Linked DNA regions of Sus scrofa: region 2 is linked to region 1. Evidence: chromatin contacts called from public HiChIP or PLAC-seq data. All regions are on one chromosome and are shown on one strand. The core of a region is the stretch at or near the end of the contact, and the rest is flanking DNA. Distances in the headings are between cores, read along the strand shown.

Region 1 (6,804 bases), core at 1,957-4,456:
GACTTTTATCTGGAGCACTGATGAAGAGGAGATGTTGTTGCTAGATATTTATTAGTACCGTCCGCACATCTGGAGGATGGCCCCTACCAGGTTCCACAAAAGGGGCAACAGCCAACATCAATGCCCTGGTGAGATAGCTTGATGACCATGGCATATAAGGTATCCATTGCAAAAGAAACATTATCACTTTAACTTCAACACTGAAACACTCCGAATGTTTTCTTTGGGGTTGTACTGTATATATGCATACACTCAGAAAACAAGCCTAAAAGAAAGGAACCAGGCAGAACTTGCTTTCTGGACCTATCCCAGCCCCATTGTCTTAGGTTCATTTCCTTTTTCTGATGCACATGCTGCTTTCCAGTCCTGAGACACTGTGCTACCCACACTCTGTAGCTCTTGTAATGCGCCTTCCCTGTCAGCCTCCCCTGTCCAGCCAATGCTCTAGTCTCCAGGGTAAACTGAAAAGGCCTGTTATAGAAAACATAAGGATGACTGCATGCTGATTTAGATTTACTTATTGGCTGTGGCCTTCTGAAGCCATTGTCTTAATATATTTTAGCCCATTTGTTACTGGAGTATGAGTATATTGGGCCATTTTGGGAGATGCCATATGGCAAATAACAAGCAAAAAATAAATAAATAAACCAATAAACAATGAAAGAAATATTTAGGAACAGAGAGAGCATTCCCTCCAATCACTTGTACAATCTGTCATCTGGTTCTATCCATTCCATCTCAAAGAAAATCTCTTGGTACAACCCTATATCCATCCTTTTCCAGATCTCCAATTCAGGTTCTTGTCCCTTGCTAAGATGCCTGCAATGGTCCCAACTGGGCTCCCACCCTCCAATCCAATACACACCCTTCCATCAGTCTGATCATGATGTTTCTATGGCAACTCGTGAGCACCAGATTAAGGCTTCAGTGTGATATTATAATGCTTCACTTTTAAGAACCAACGCAACTCTTCAACATCATTCTTGTTCCTAAACTTTGTTCTCTAGTCACGAAGCAACTGTATCTATCACTTTCAATAAAAGACTTTACTGAAGTTCCCTGGTGATGCAGTGGGTTAAAGATTTGGCATTGTCACTGCTGTGGCTCAGGTCATTGCTGTGGTGTGAGTTCAATCCCTGGTGTAGGAACTTCCACATTCTATGGGGGAGGCCACCAAAAAAAAAAAAAAAAAAAAAAAAAAAAGACTTTACTCATTCATTCTCTTCCTTTCTGACTGATGCATTTCTACTCTTCCAGATGCATTTCTAATGCTACCTCTCTGAGGACACCATGATTCCCTCATGATCAGGTTAACTATTCTTTTCTTTTAGAGTCCTTAGCCTTTTTTTAAAAAAATGTGTCTCTATTCATAGCACTTGTCAGAATGTTCTGTATCAATTTTTCAAACATCTTCCTGAATCAGTCTCCTAGATTCTTAAAAACAGATAATAGTCTTACTCAATTTCATATTTTCAGTACCAAGCATAGGACTCTGTGAATCATGTAGATGTTGAATAATGGTTTGATAAGCAGATGAATGTATAAACATGCCAGACAGGGAGCCAGTGTTCTGTCTTTGCATAGGATCAGCCTTGCACACAGTAATGCATACTGGACTGGAGAAGCATTCTTTCCTTCTTTTTGCTTTCCTTCACCAAATATTTATCGAGCTACTTCTGTGTTCTAGGGTCTATGTGAAGTGTCAGGCACACAGGCATGTTAAAAATAGTAAAACATTCCCTCTTCACTAGAGGTACTCTCAGTTTTAATATGAAGGAAAAACAGTAAGGTAATAATATGATTTGGGTATCAGTTACATAAAAGGACCCCCTTCATGTTTGTAACTGGACTGTGGAAATATCTTCTACCCTCTCAGGGCCAACATTTGAGATGAAACTTGAGTGCATGTGGACACCCCTGTATTGTGCCCTGACACCTCAGCATGTGCAAAAAGTCTAGGTATAACTTCCTCTAAGTGTCTCAATAGTTTCTGGAGAATGGTGTCTGCTGGGGAGAAAGAAAAGTTCATTGATCTGAGTCAGGACCCCTGGAGTCAGGACCCCTGGACTAGTTTTAGCTTTGCTACAAATTATCTGTGACCTTGGACAAATGGTTCAATCTATTGGATACCTTATCTGTACATTGGGGGTGTTGGTCCACACTCTAGATGTATGGATTTTAATCAGGAGCATATCATAGGATTTTTTTTTTTTTAAATGGCCACATCCACAGTATATGGAAGTTTCTGGGCCAGGGATTGAATCCAAGCCACAGCTGTAACACTACAGCTGCAGCAATGTTGGGTCCTTTCACCTGCTGGGCTGACTGGGGATCAAATTCTTTCTTCTTTTTTTTTATTATTTTATTTATTTTACTTTTTATTTATTTTTTCCCACTGTACAGCAAGGGGATCAAGTTATCTTTAGAATTCTTTCTTCTGCAGTCACCCGAGCCACTGCAATCAGATTCTTAACCTACTGCACCACATTAGGAACTCCTTATCATAGGGTTTTAAAAACATGTATATATACTCAGACCCTACCAGATAGTCATTGAATTAAAATTAAATCTCTGAAGCTAAGGTCAGACCATGTGTATTCAGGAAAAACAAACGAACATGCAAACAAAAACCACCTATGACTCTGAGAGGCTCTGACTGAGCTATATCTGCTTTTGATGATATCTGAATATCTGAAGTCTCTGGGCCTCTGGCAGTTCCCCACCCTGACTGGAACACGGAGACTCTAGGCCCACTCCAGTCTTTCTCCCTTAATAGGCTATGAGAACTAGGAACATTGTTTCAAGAAACAATCAGATCTGTAGCTGACATCATAGGTCTTCCTGAAAGAGAGGAAAGAGATGCAGAACAGAGATAAGACCAAAAAAATCCCCAGATACTTGTGGGATGCTGGTAATCACAGCTGGTGCTACAGTTATCTGCAGCTTCTTGAACTTTAAGATGGACCTAGTCAACCTGATGCCCTCACTCCCATATATTTGTTCTCTGACTGAGGCACAAAGATCCGAGTGAGCTAATGCATCAACCTATGAAAAATGAACAATTAAAACAATGAAGTTGTCAGTTCTTTTACTAGATTGCAAATAAATAACCTACCTGTCAGGCTGGCTGCTCTGCTGGACCATTAGTTTAATACAAAGACATTCTAAAGAACGGGTAGATGACAGCTGATCTATCACCAAGCCTTTGATAAAGACTTGAGCAAAATATGCTGTCATAAACCACCTAAGGTCAATCTCAATTTGTGAGAAGTAAAGTATTAGATGAAATTTGAATACACCTCTCTGCCCATCATGAAGGCTATAGAGGCTTTTTTAAAAAAAACTGATGAGATGGTTTTGACAGTCTAAAACACTTGTCTGCTCATGCTTATTTAGCTTGTCAGGGACACTATGCTATTGCAGATGGCCTTGGAGTTTGTAACTGTCACAGCAATCCTGGGAACATACAATGTTTCTTCTTGCCAGGCTATACAGGGTCTTCTCACAAGAAGTTACACTCTGCAATATCAAATAGTAAGACAGTCATGGATTTCCAAACAGAAAGTCAGTTCATTGCATTTTCTTATATGTACGGTTTGAATTCTATATGCCATCTCAGAAAATGTTTGTCAGCCAGATAGATCGCTCATGGAAAATAAGGCAGTCGACAAGACAAATAGAGACAAATTCATGGCATTCTCCTAGTTGATATCTCATTTATCTTTAACTTTTAGTGGGAAAAGTAAAGATATGAATGACCTCTCAGAAGTCACTTTGAAGAAGATAATTCTTATTTCTTGGAAGCAAAAGTATTATTAGAAAGTTTACCCTATAGTAAAGAGATAAGTGAGAGGTAGTGCTTATGGGTTTTTCAAGGTTAGTCAACTTGTCTCTAATTGTCTGTCTTGACTTGAATTTAGCAAATCTGACATCTCAGTTTTTAATAAAAATCATTCAAATGGCTGGGAAGCCAACAAATCAAAAATACAGCATTTCCCCTTCCATAATCTTTTGGGCATTTACTTCTATTCAGGTTATATCTTTGTGGTCAAAGTGATGTAACTTCTACCTAAAATAAAAATAGTCACTGTCAACTCATTCGTATTTGGTTAATATAAAGGGTGAAATCTAGCTGTAATATGGAGAAACAGCTTAAATCTACACAGAAGCCACCCATAGAAGGTTTGTGGTCCTCTGGTTGCCCGGAATACTTCAACTAGAAAGAGGCATCAACTATATTACTTCAAACTGGTTTGACCAGTTCTTCCAGGGGCCCAGGTGGCTAATTAGTAAACAAGGTGAACAAGAAATTTTCAATATAAAACTCCCAGGTTTTCCTACCCACTAGGTTAAACTACAACTTGGCTTATTGTCCAACTTTATAATCTCTTCAATATTACATAGAATGAGCGCCCTTCTCACTTTCTGAGAAGGAATCCATGAGAGAGTTGGGAAAAGTTCAGGGCTCATTCTAAGGCCATCTTGGTGTTGTTCCTGTTTCCACTTTTTAACCATGCCATTTGGGCAAATGGTTTAATATCTGTTTATCTTATTATGTGCACAGTAACACCTGCTTAAAGGTGACCTTATACATAAAAAAATGATGGAGGATAATGTGAGAAAAAGACTGTGTATATGTATGTGTGACTGGGTCACTTTGCTGTACAGTAGAAAATTGACAGAACACTGTAAACCAGCCACAATGAAAAAAATAAAAATCATTAATAAAAAACACTGTTATATAGATGGGGAGACCCTAAAGTTGATCTCTTAAAATAGAAAAATAATTCATTGCATGGAGCACTAAGGAAAGCAGGCAGAACACAATATAGAAAATTCCACTGTGATCTGCATTTAGTCTTTTATTTCTCTCAGGTTAAGCACTTGAGAGCTCTCTTTTTCTGAATCTTAGTGTAGTTGTATCTGTGCATTTAGGCCATACCCCACGTTCTTTCGGAGTTCTGACTTCCTCCCAAGAATCCCAAGTTATTCTCAGATGAGTATATTAAAACCTGTCCATGGTTCCATTAAGTAAAAAAAAAATAAAAATAAAAATAAAAAAAAATTGATGGTAGTTTTAATACTTTTTATACTATATGGTTTTAAATTATTTGTATTGATTTCTATAAAGACTTGTGCTTCAGGCTATTAAGAACATAACTCTATATAATAACATGGTCTCTAAGGATAAATCAGAAGCTACTTAAAATATTTGGAAATACAAAGATTGTGGCAGGCTGAATAATAGACCCTCAAAGATGTGCACGTCCTAATTTTTGGAATTTGTTAATATGTTATTTTACTTGGCAAATGGAACTTTGTCGGTGTGATTTAGTTAAGGATTTTGAGATGTAGGGCTTTCTCTGGATTACCTGCTAACAAAAACATTCTTATAGGAATTCCTGTTATGGCGCAGTGGAAACAAATCCTACTAGTATTCATGAGGATGCGGGTTTGACCCCTGGCCTTGCTCAGTGGGTTAAGGATCAGACATTGCTGTGGCTGTGGTGTAGGTCACAGATGTGGCTCGGATCCCACATTGCCATGGCTGTGGTGTAGCCCTGTGACCACAGCTCCAATTGAACCCCTAGCCTGGGAACCTCCATATGCTGTGGGTGCAGCACTAAAAAAACAAACAAAAAAAGTTCCTATAAGAGTGAGACAGTGGATAAGAGTAGAAAGAAGCAGCTAAATTTCTGGCTTAGAAGATGGAGAAAGTGGCTGCAAGCCAAGGAATACAGATGGGTTCTAGGAGCTAGAAGAGTTAAGGAAATAGATCCTCTCCTCAGGTCTCCAGAAGGAGCACAGCCCTGCCAAACTCTGATTTTATGATATTAGCACCATGCTCTAACCAACTGAGCTAACCGGCTACTGTGAGATAATATATTTATGTTTTTTAAAGCCATTAAATTTGTGATAATGTGTTACAGCAGCCGTAGGAAACTAACACAGAAGTATTTATATTAGTGTAAGCCTTACCTCTGTCTAACATATATACATACCTACCATTACCAACATGCTATTTAGCAATTGTATCAGTAACGCATACGTACCTGAGTCTTCCCCTCTTAAATGTTGTCTCCTCCCTAATCTTTTTTCCCTTTTGCACTACTTATACAGATCTGTTAAATGATGATCTCAAAGAGAAGATGCAGAATAAAACACATCCCATCATGTGACTGCCAATCCGAATTGGGTTCCTGATGTTATTCTCTCTCATAGCACTCTACTCTCTTATTACATTTTTAAACTAGATATTTGTTTATTTATTTTTTGCATTTTCCTTTTTTAGGGCTGCTTGGGAGCATATGGAAGTTCCCTGGCCAGGGATCCAATTGGAGCTTCAGTTGCTGGCCTGCACCACAGCCACAGCAACGCTGGGTCCAAGTTGGTCTTTGACCTACATGACAACACTAGATCCTTAACCTACTGAGCATGGCCAGGGATTGAACCCCCATCCTCATGGATACTAGTCAGATTTGTTACCACTGAGCCACAATGGGAACTTCAAAATTAGATATTTATATAAATGTTTACTTTATTATGTTCATCTTTCTACTGTTGCAGGCTTGATGGGTTCAAGAACCATGTTTGGTTTTGCTCACTGTTGTAAACCTGACACATAGTAGGTATCTGGGAAATATTTCTTGGTTGATTGAGAACATTCCAAAATTCTGCACATTTTATAAGATGGATTGAAAGCACTCCCTATAATGCAGTCCATCTGGGACCATGAGGAGGGTTTTGTATTAACTTTGCTTCCCTCTGAAGTCTTAGTCAAAGTCATCATTATTTAGCCAGATG
Region 2 (6,804 bases), core at 1,752-4,251, 230 kb after region 1:
GGCCAATAAAAAACTATCCACATTTTTCCATTAAATCTTGACAATGTTCAAGATCTGAATGCGAAAGTAAATGTGAAAATGCTTGGTAATACTTAAGATGTACTAATAAGCATAATTATTGTTATTCATACATTTTGAAGAAAACTAGTACTTGAAAATGAAATTATTTTGAATGGTCAAGTGTTACAGAGTACTGCCAAAGAGACTTTTTGTTAAACACATTATTCCCCACCCCCCAAAAAAGAAACTTTGGATGCATGAAACGAAACTGAATAATGAAGGCATTAAACAGAGATGTATCTTTTAAGCTGACCACTCACGTTATGTACAAGGCATTTTTTGTGATTAATATTTCATTTACATGGGGCTCCTCAGAGATTTACTGGGGAACAAAATAGCACCAGTACTTCTTAAGGATGTGTTGGTAGGTTAACAAAGAGTAAACTCTTGCTGTTCTATGCCCTATCTCCTTCCTGACCCATTTAAGTACCCACACATATTTGCATTAATCCTTCAGGAGCCTCATTCTGCCGCCACTTGACAACTTGCTTTAAATACGGCTTTCCCATATTTTCCACTTTAAAAAATGTGTTTAAAAATAAATTTATTGTCAAGGGAAAGAACTCCATGGGCCTATTCCAAAACCCCAAATTCAGAGACATCCAAAAATAAGTCCAAACCTAATGAGTTGACTTTCTGAATAAAAAATGCATTCACTAGATCAAACAACTTCACTCTCTGCTTTATAACAATAATAAAAACGGTTTGTTAAAAGCCATAACTTTGCAGCATGTAAAAACAACCTTTTGTCGGTCTGTCCACATGGAGTGGTCTCCCATCCACCCTTACCTGTAAATAGGGTCCATAAAGAAAGGAGTGGGTCTAGCATGCTGTAAGGAACCATCAGACGCTGGCCTTGGTTCCACGTTGCCTCCTTTCTTTTCCCCAAACACGTGGTTTTTACGAGGCTCGGTGGGCTTGGTCCCACTGGCTCTACTCCTACTGCCCATACTTAGATCCAGGGGCTGGTCTTGGCTTGTGGCCGGCGTCGCTGGAGGCTTGGAGGGTACGGGGGTCAAGGGCTTCTCGTCCTTGCGCTTAGTGGTGAGATCAAAGGGAGACTCAGAGTTTCCCTTCTGCAGTTTCTTTACTTCACTTGGTGATTGGGGTTCCATTTTCAAAGGTAACGATCTCAAGTCTCTATCAGGAAATGGGTACATTGATTGAGAGAATGCTGGAAAAAATGGGAGGGGAAACATGGAAGGGTAAGGTAAAGCTCCAACTTTTTTGTCTTGCAGCCCCACCAGTCCTGTTGAACCAAAGTATTTTTCAGCAATAGAAGCAATAGCCTTTATAGAATCATTCACAGCTCCTGACACCGCAGTCTGCTCCTCTAAAGATGGTGAGAAAATGGAATGATTGCTGTATTCTTTCTTATTATGTATTGAAGCCAGATTCTGAAGAGGGCTTACTTTGTCTTTGAACATTTTACCATTTTCTTTAAATTTCTCTTTATCACTTTCAATGTCACTTTCCAGATCAGAGCCCGAGGTTGTTTCCAGGTCACTGCCACTTGGCGTACTGACATCATCAAGGTCACTACTCTCTGACTGGTCACTGATTTTCTCAAGGGGCCTCTCTTCAGAGGACCTCTCGGGCTGGAGCTCCACTGGCTTATTGTCCCCTACAGGTGGGTGTTTAGATAGTGCCTTCAAAATATCCTGTGTAGCTGGCAGTATCTGAGGATGTGTCATGAGGGGACTTTGACTTTTGTTTGTCTGTTCAGTACTTGATAGTCCTTTAACAGGAGAACTAGCAGGTATCAAAGGAGGCCTGTGGTACAAGCCGGAAGGAAACAGACCAGGGAAGCTAAAAGAAAATCCAGGAGCTGTTGGAAAGGTAAGACCAGCAGGATGCCTATTGGCGCCAAAATAGTCAGCAAGGCCCGGGTTGGCATGACTCATATTAACCATGGACGTTTTATCCATAGCTGGGGTTCCAGGAAGTGAAATGCCTTGGCCAAAAAATCCACCTGCCGCAAAATGGTTCTTGCCCTCACAAAACCTCCTGTGTTTATTTAAGGAAGACGTAGTGCTGAACATTTGTCCACAGTCTTTGCACTTGATTTGGGTTCTGCAATCAGCATGCATGCGCTTATGACGACAAAGGTTTGAAAACTGAGTATAGGATTTATGGCAGACCTCACCTGTGTGCAAACAACAAAAAAGAATCTCAGGCTTTATGGCAATTGCTTCTGAATTTAGCAAGTATCACAATTGGTTTACCCAAAATTTCAATTAGGAAGCCAGGAAAAGACGTTGGAGGCACCAATCTGGGTGCTCCCAACACAGAAAACCCCATTTCACTAGATTCCAAAGCAAGGCATCCAACCTGACAAATGTCTTGAGACAGCACAAATATTTCATATATATATAAATATTCTGTCACCCCCACTGCATAATATTTTGCACATATTTTGCGTATTTAAATATTTATTTCCAAAGTCAAATTCCAGCACGCGTCGATCTCCCACCCAATTTCTACACTAACACAATCTTTAAAATTAAATTCATAAGATACACTAAACATGAAACAGAACAGGAACCCTTTTATAGTTTTAGACCGTTTAAAGAATTCTGTATTGTAGCACCAAAACAAAATGAAATAGCCTTTCCCTTGACCAGAAACTTCACTTTTATTCCCTCTCCCCTTGTGGGGGGGAAAAAAAAAAAAAAACTTGTGACTGCTCTACCATTATTTAATTTGTATTATATCATATGCTCTCATCATTCACACATCAAAGCCACATAACAATGCACATTGTGTATTCTGAGACATTTTTAACAATCATTTTCAAGATTTGAGAAAGACTGACATAATTTACAATGGCTCTATTTTAAGCCGGCAAAGGAAACTGAGTTGAATGTAGCCCATCCTGCATTGCTGGTTCCCATGAACTATGAGCACGTCCTCTGACTTCCCCTCACACCAGTGGTTGTGCTAACCTTCCTGCACTTATGAAACCCCCGTCCTTGGGAAACATGTCCACTCGCTGTCATATCTTCACTGGTTATCTGGGGGCTTGACTTCTCTGTGGTACAGCCAGCTGCGGTAAGCAGGGGAAAGTGCTCTGAATGCACTAGCTCAGTAAAAGCACAACAGTGGGTGTGGCTGGGAAATAACCCTCTTCCCCTAGAATCTGCCCCCAAAAGTAGAACAGTTTCTTCCTCACATATGTGCGAACAGATCTAAGTACATTTTAAGACCCAGCCCCATAAACCTTATGAACTCCTTTGCTAGGTAAGAATCCCACTCATTTCACAGTCCTTCAGGATAACAGTATCCATTTCCTAAGCATCATGTCTTTTGTGTTACCTTAGTAAAGATGAATCCACTTTCTGTGTGAACGTACTTTAATGCTTCTGTGCACGTTTCACACATGCAGAAACATGATATGCCTTGTTGGTAATTGTTAAAACAAAGTTTTGTAAGAAATGAAATTGAAGACAAAACGCAACATTTATTTCTTTCATGTGATGACTGCCTTTAAGCTTCTAAGTCAAAACGATGACAATTTAAAAATAAAAAAACATTCAAAGAAGATTTCATAGACCTTCAGTCATGCAAAACTCATCCAGAACCTGGATTTCCCCACATACCACCAAACAGGAAGTAGCAAATGATTCCATATCTATTTCTTTTACTACTAACAATTAAAATGCATTGCTACACATATCAACATGCTTAATAATATTAAAGGCGCTTTCAGCTGGGGAATGATTCATGACATTGTAGAGACTGTAACACGTGTTTTAACGGGAAGAAATGTGAGTGATTTCAAATTATTCTATTGGAATATACTGACCAGAGTATGCTCTAAAAGTATATACCAGTTAACCATATACAATAAATATATACACTAAATTCTTTGAAACACTAATTAAAACCATATGAAGTAGAGGGTAGAAACCTGAGACTTAACACTAGTTATACTAATTCAGCTATGAGCAATAATAAGAAATAGTAAATAAAATGTAGATGGAATTATAAATGTGTGCTCATTAAGGAAATGACACCTCTCCTCTGGGCATTAGAAGGCGTTGAGAAAATACCTTGATGGGCATTCAAAGTGTAAGTTTTTGGAAGGTTTGCAATTTTTTTGGCAAAGAAATGTTGCTCTCTAAACTTCTGCCTTATAGCTTCTCTTACAGCTGGATAGATTTAAGAAAATCGAGAGTTCCTCTATCTTGGAGTAACCGAAGGTGCATCTGACTTTGCTGATTGTATGTTCTGTTATGAACAGTGCTTGTGTCAGGTCTCAGGAACATAGAATCTAGGATGTCTCCTTAGGGCAAAGGCTTTGTTTTTCTCACTTGAAGGCCTGGCCTGGCCCACCACAAACCACCAGGCCTCCAGGTAAGTGGATCAATTGATGTTGAAGTCTATACTCTACTGTAATTTTCTCAGTAATAAGGAATTAGCCAGCAGTTAACATTGCATTTTTCTACTTATTAAACAAATTAAGAGGTATTTTGAATATATTCGGCCTATTAGAGCATGTGGTTTCTATTTGGGAAGGCTGGAGGTTTCTGTAAAGGCAGTGAGTAATTACCTTAGCACTGGTGACTCTGGGCTCAAGCTTGGCGGTACACTGTAATAAGAGACAGTTGCCATAAACACACCAGTGGGGGTAAATCGTGGTGTGTGGCCTTCTGGTGAGAAACAGATATCAACTCTAGGTGAACCTCCTCCACTCCAAAGTCTCCACACCAACTTCTCTTTTGTTCTGAAATTACACGGCTATTATTCATAATTACCCCATGGTCCTCTGTCAGATTTTATATTTGAAGAATGCCATCTGCTATTTAAATTTACCAATAATTACTGAAAATACATTCATGGGAAAGAGTCTGCCCAATCTGATTGGAAAGGAACACCCTATAGTGCTTGAAAGTGAAACACTTGATCTCAACACAATTAAAATTCCAGATTCCAGAATTGTAGATGATTGGAATCTATATTTTCTGACTTTTATTTTAAATAATAAAGAAGGCATTCAATAGGTGATCGGGATTCATTGTGGTCTATCCCTCTCTATTTTCCATCAAAACCTAATATATTTATCAAAAGTTTTTCAGAAATAAATGAATTACGTATGCCTGTAGCACTTGCAAGTGCATTTTTAGGGCACTGTGAATGTAATGTCAGGAATGTCTTTTTGAGACAAGAGGTCTAAAATTTCCATTGTATACTTTATTTCCCACGACTTTCAACAGAGCTTCTGCAAGGGAGACTGGAGCACACTTTTATTTCTCTGTTAGTCCTCTTCACTCTACCCAGGGAACAGAAGAACATATGAGCAAAATGGGACGAAGGTGAGCTGGAAAGGAAGGAAAAGCCCTCCTGGTGCTTGGAAGCACAAAAGAGAGCTGTGTCAAGGCAAAAAGGAGGAGAGTTAGTCTCCAGCATCTCCATGTTGGCACTGAAGTTTAGGTTTTTTCCACCAGGTCCTGTCATAGTGCCTCCTCTACCTGCTACAAACCATCAAGTCTTTGTCTTAAAAACTGTTTTGCCAGGGTTCCCAAGTTGGAGGACTGGCCAACTACTTTGTATGCCTCATCCAGTTCTATGCTTATCGGGATCCAAAATCTGTCTTCAAGTTTGTAACACAACTCAGTGAGTCACTGTGTTTCTATGCCCGGCTAAGTAGTGGATCAAAAGTCCAGAGCCTCTGCCCAGTGGACTGAGAACAACTGATTTTCCATGTGAAATATTTCAGGACCATACAGAGAACAGGGGTGGGTGGGCTGGAGAAGAAGCAAAGGAGGGCTGAGCTGTACTTTACTCGAAGTGTGCTACAAAAGGGCTCCGTACAGGAAAGTTCTAAGTACATGGCCAGCGTGGATGTCCCCTGGAAGCCCACTGCCTGTACTCTGGCTTTAGTGCAGTGGCTCACAGAAGCAGCCTGTCCTGCATCAAAGTGAAAATGTTCTGCTTTTTAAGTAACTGAGAACTACCCCTCCACAACTTGTGTTCAGCAGCACAGGGCAGATTAAAGGGTATTTCATCCTCCCACCCTCCACACACATACGGTCATACACATCCACACAGATTCCTAAGCCTACTTGCCAGGTGGGGTTCTTCTAGCTCTTTCTGATCCAGAAGAGGTTTTTAATCCCTTCATCTTGTTTAGTGGTGTTGGCTATTTGCTGTTTTACAAAGCCACGCACATTTTTAGTGTGAGACAAATCTGGTCGTCTCTATTAAATCCCACATCCTGGGGACGCTTCCTTTACATTATTTAACGACGTCTCTTTTCTCTACCTGTTATTGATTTCATCTAAAAGAAAACACCCCAGGGATCACAGACAAAATTCCACAGATCTAGTTATAAAAGATTTTCTTGTAACAGAAAATAGCCCAACTGGATGAGATCATAAACCGCTAATGCGGAGGTCCCCCTCACGGCCATGCGTGGCCACTCTCCTGATCACAGTGCCTTTTGGATGAGAGACAGATGCAGGAAGGAGGGCTGGAGTGTTTAAAAACTTACAGATAAAGGGCTTCACACTGCTGTGGATGTGCTTGTGTTGTTTGAGGCCCGACGAAGTGGCAAATGTTTTGCCACACTCCGGGCACGCGTGGGCCCGGGCGCCAACATGCTGAGAGCGGATGTGCCGCTGAAGGTTGCTAGGGTCCGTGAAAACCTGCTAGGAAATGAGTACTGATTAATCAAGAAACTTAACTCAAGGATGCAAGAAAGAAGACCGGGAATGACTCAAAAAGGAATTTTGTGCATTTGTT

What was found. HiChIP or PLAC-seq counts read pairs in DNA pulled down with a chosen protein or histone mark.
Region 2: an H3K27ac HiChIP or PLAC-seq map of skeletal muscle shows a contact between it and region 1, with 5 times the contacts expected there. The contact joins two enhancer-like sites. A contact is called at or near these places in 2 of 47 Hi-C or Micro-C datasets (fetal heart ventricle and heart right ventricle) and 1 of 2 datasets of contacts at active chromatin or transcription factors (skeletal muscle).

What each region holds. Positions count from the first base shown.
Region 1 is chr13:107,556,840-107,563,643 of Sscrofa11.1, forward strand. The region is part of intron 18 of LOC100153543 (multiple epidermal growth factor-like domains protein 6); the gene reads left to right. Among named protein-coding and RNA genes, the nearest start is that of GOLIM4, 670 kb to the left of the region's middle. Within about 2 kb of position 3,207, at least 3 of the 83 cell types and tissues checked have an H3K27ac peak or open chromatin away from gene starts, as enhancers often do.
Region 2 is chr13:107,785,085-107,791,888 of Sscrofa11.1, forward strand. MECOM (MDS1 and EVI1 complex locus protein EVI1) reads right to left here. Exons shown (of 17, transcript XM_021071139.1): 7 at 6,554-6,707; 8 at 850-2,206. Among named protein-coding and RNA genes, the nearest start is that of MECOM, 550 kb to the right of the region's middle. Within about 2 kb of position 3,002, at least 4 of the 83 cell types and tissues checked have an H3K27ac peak or open chromatin away from gene starts, as enhancers often do.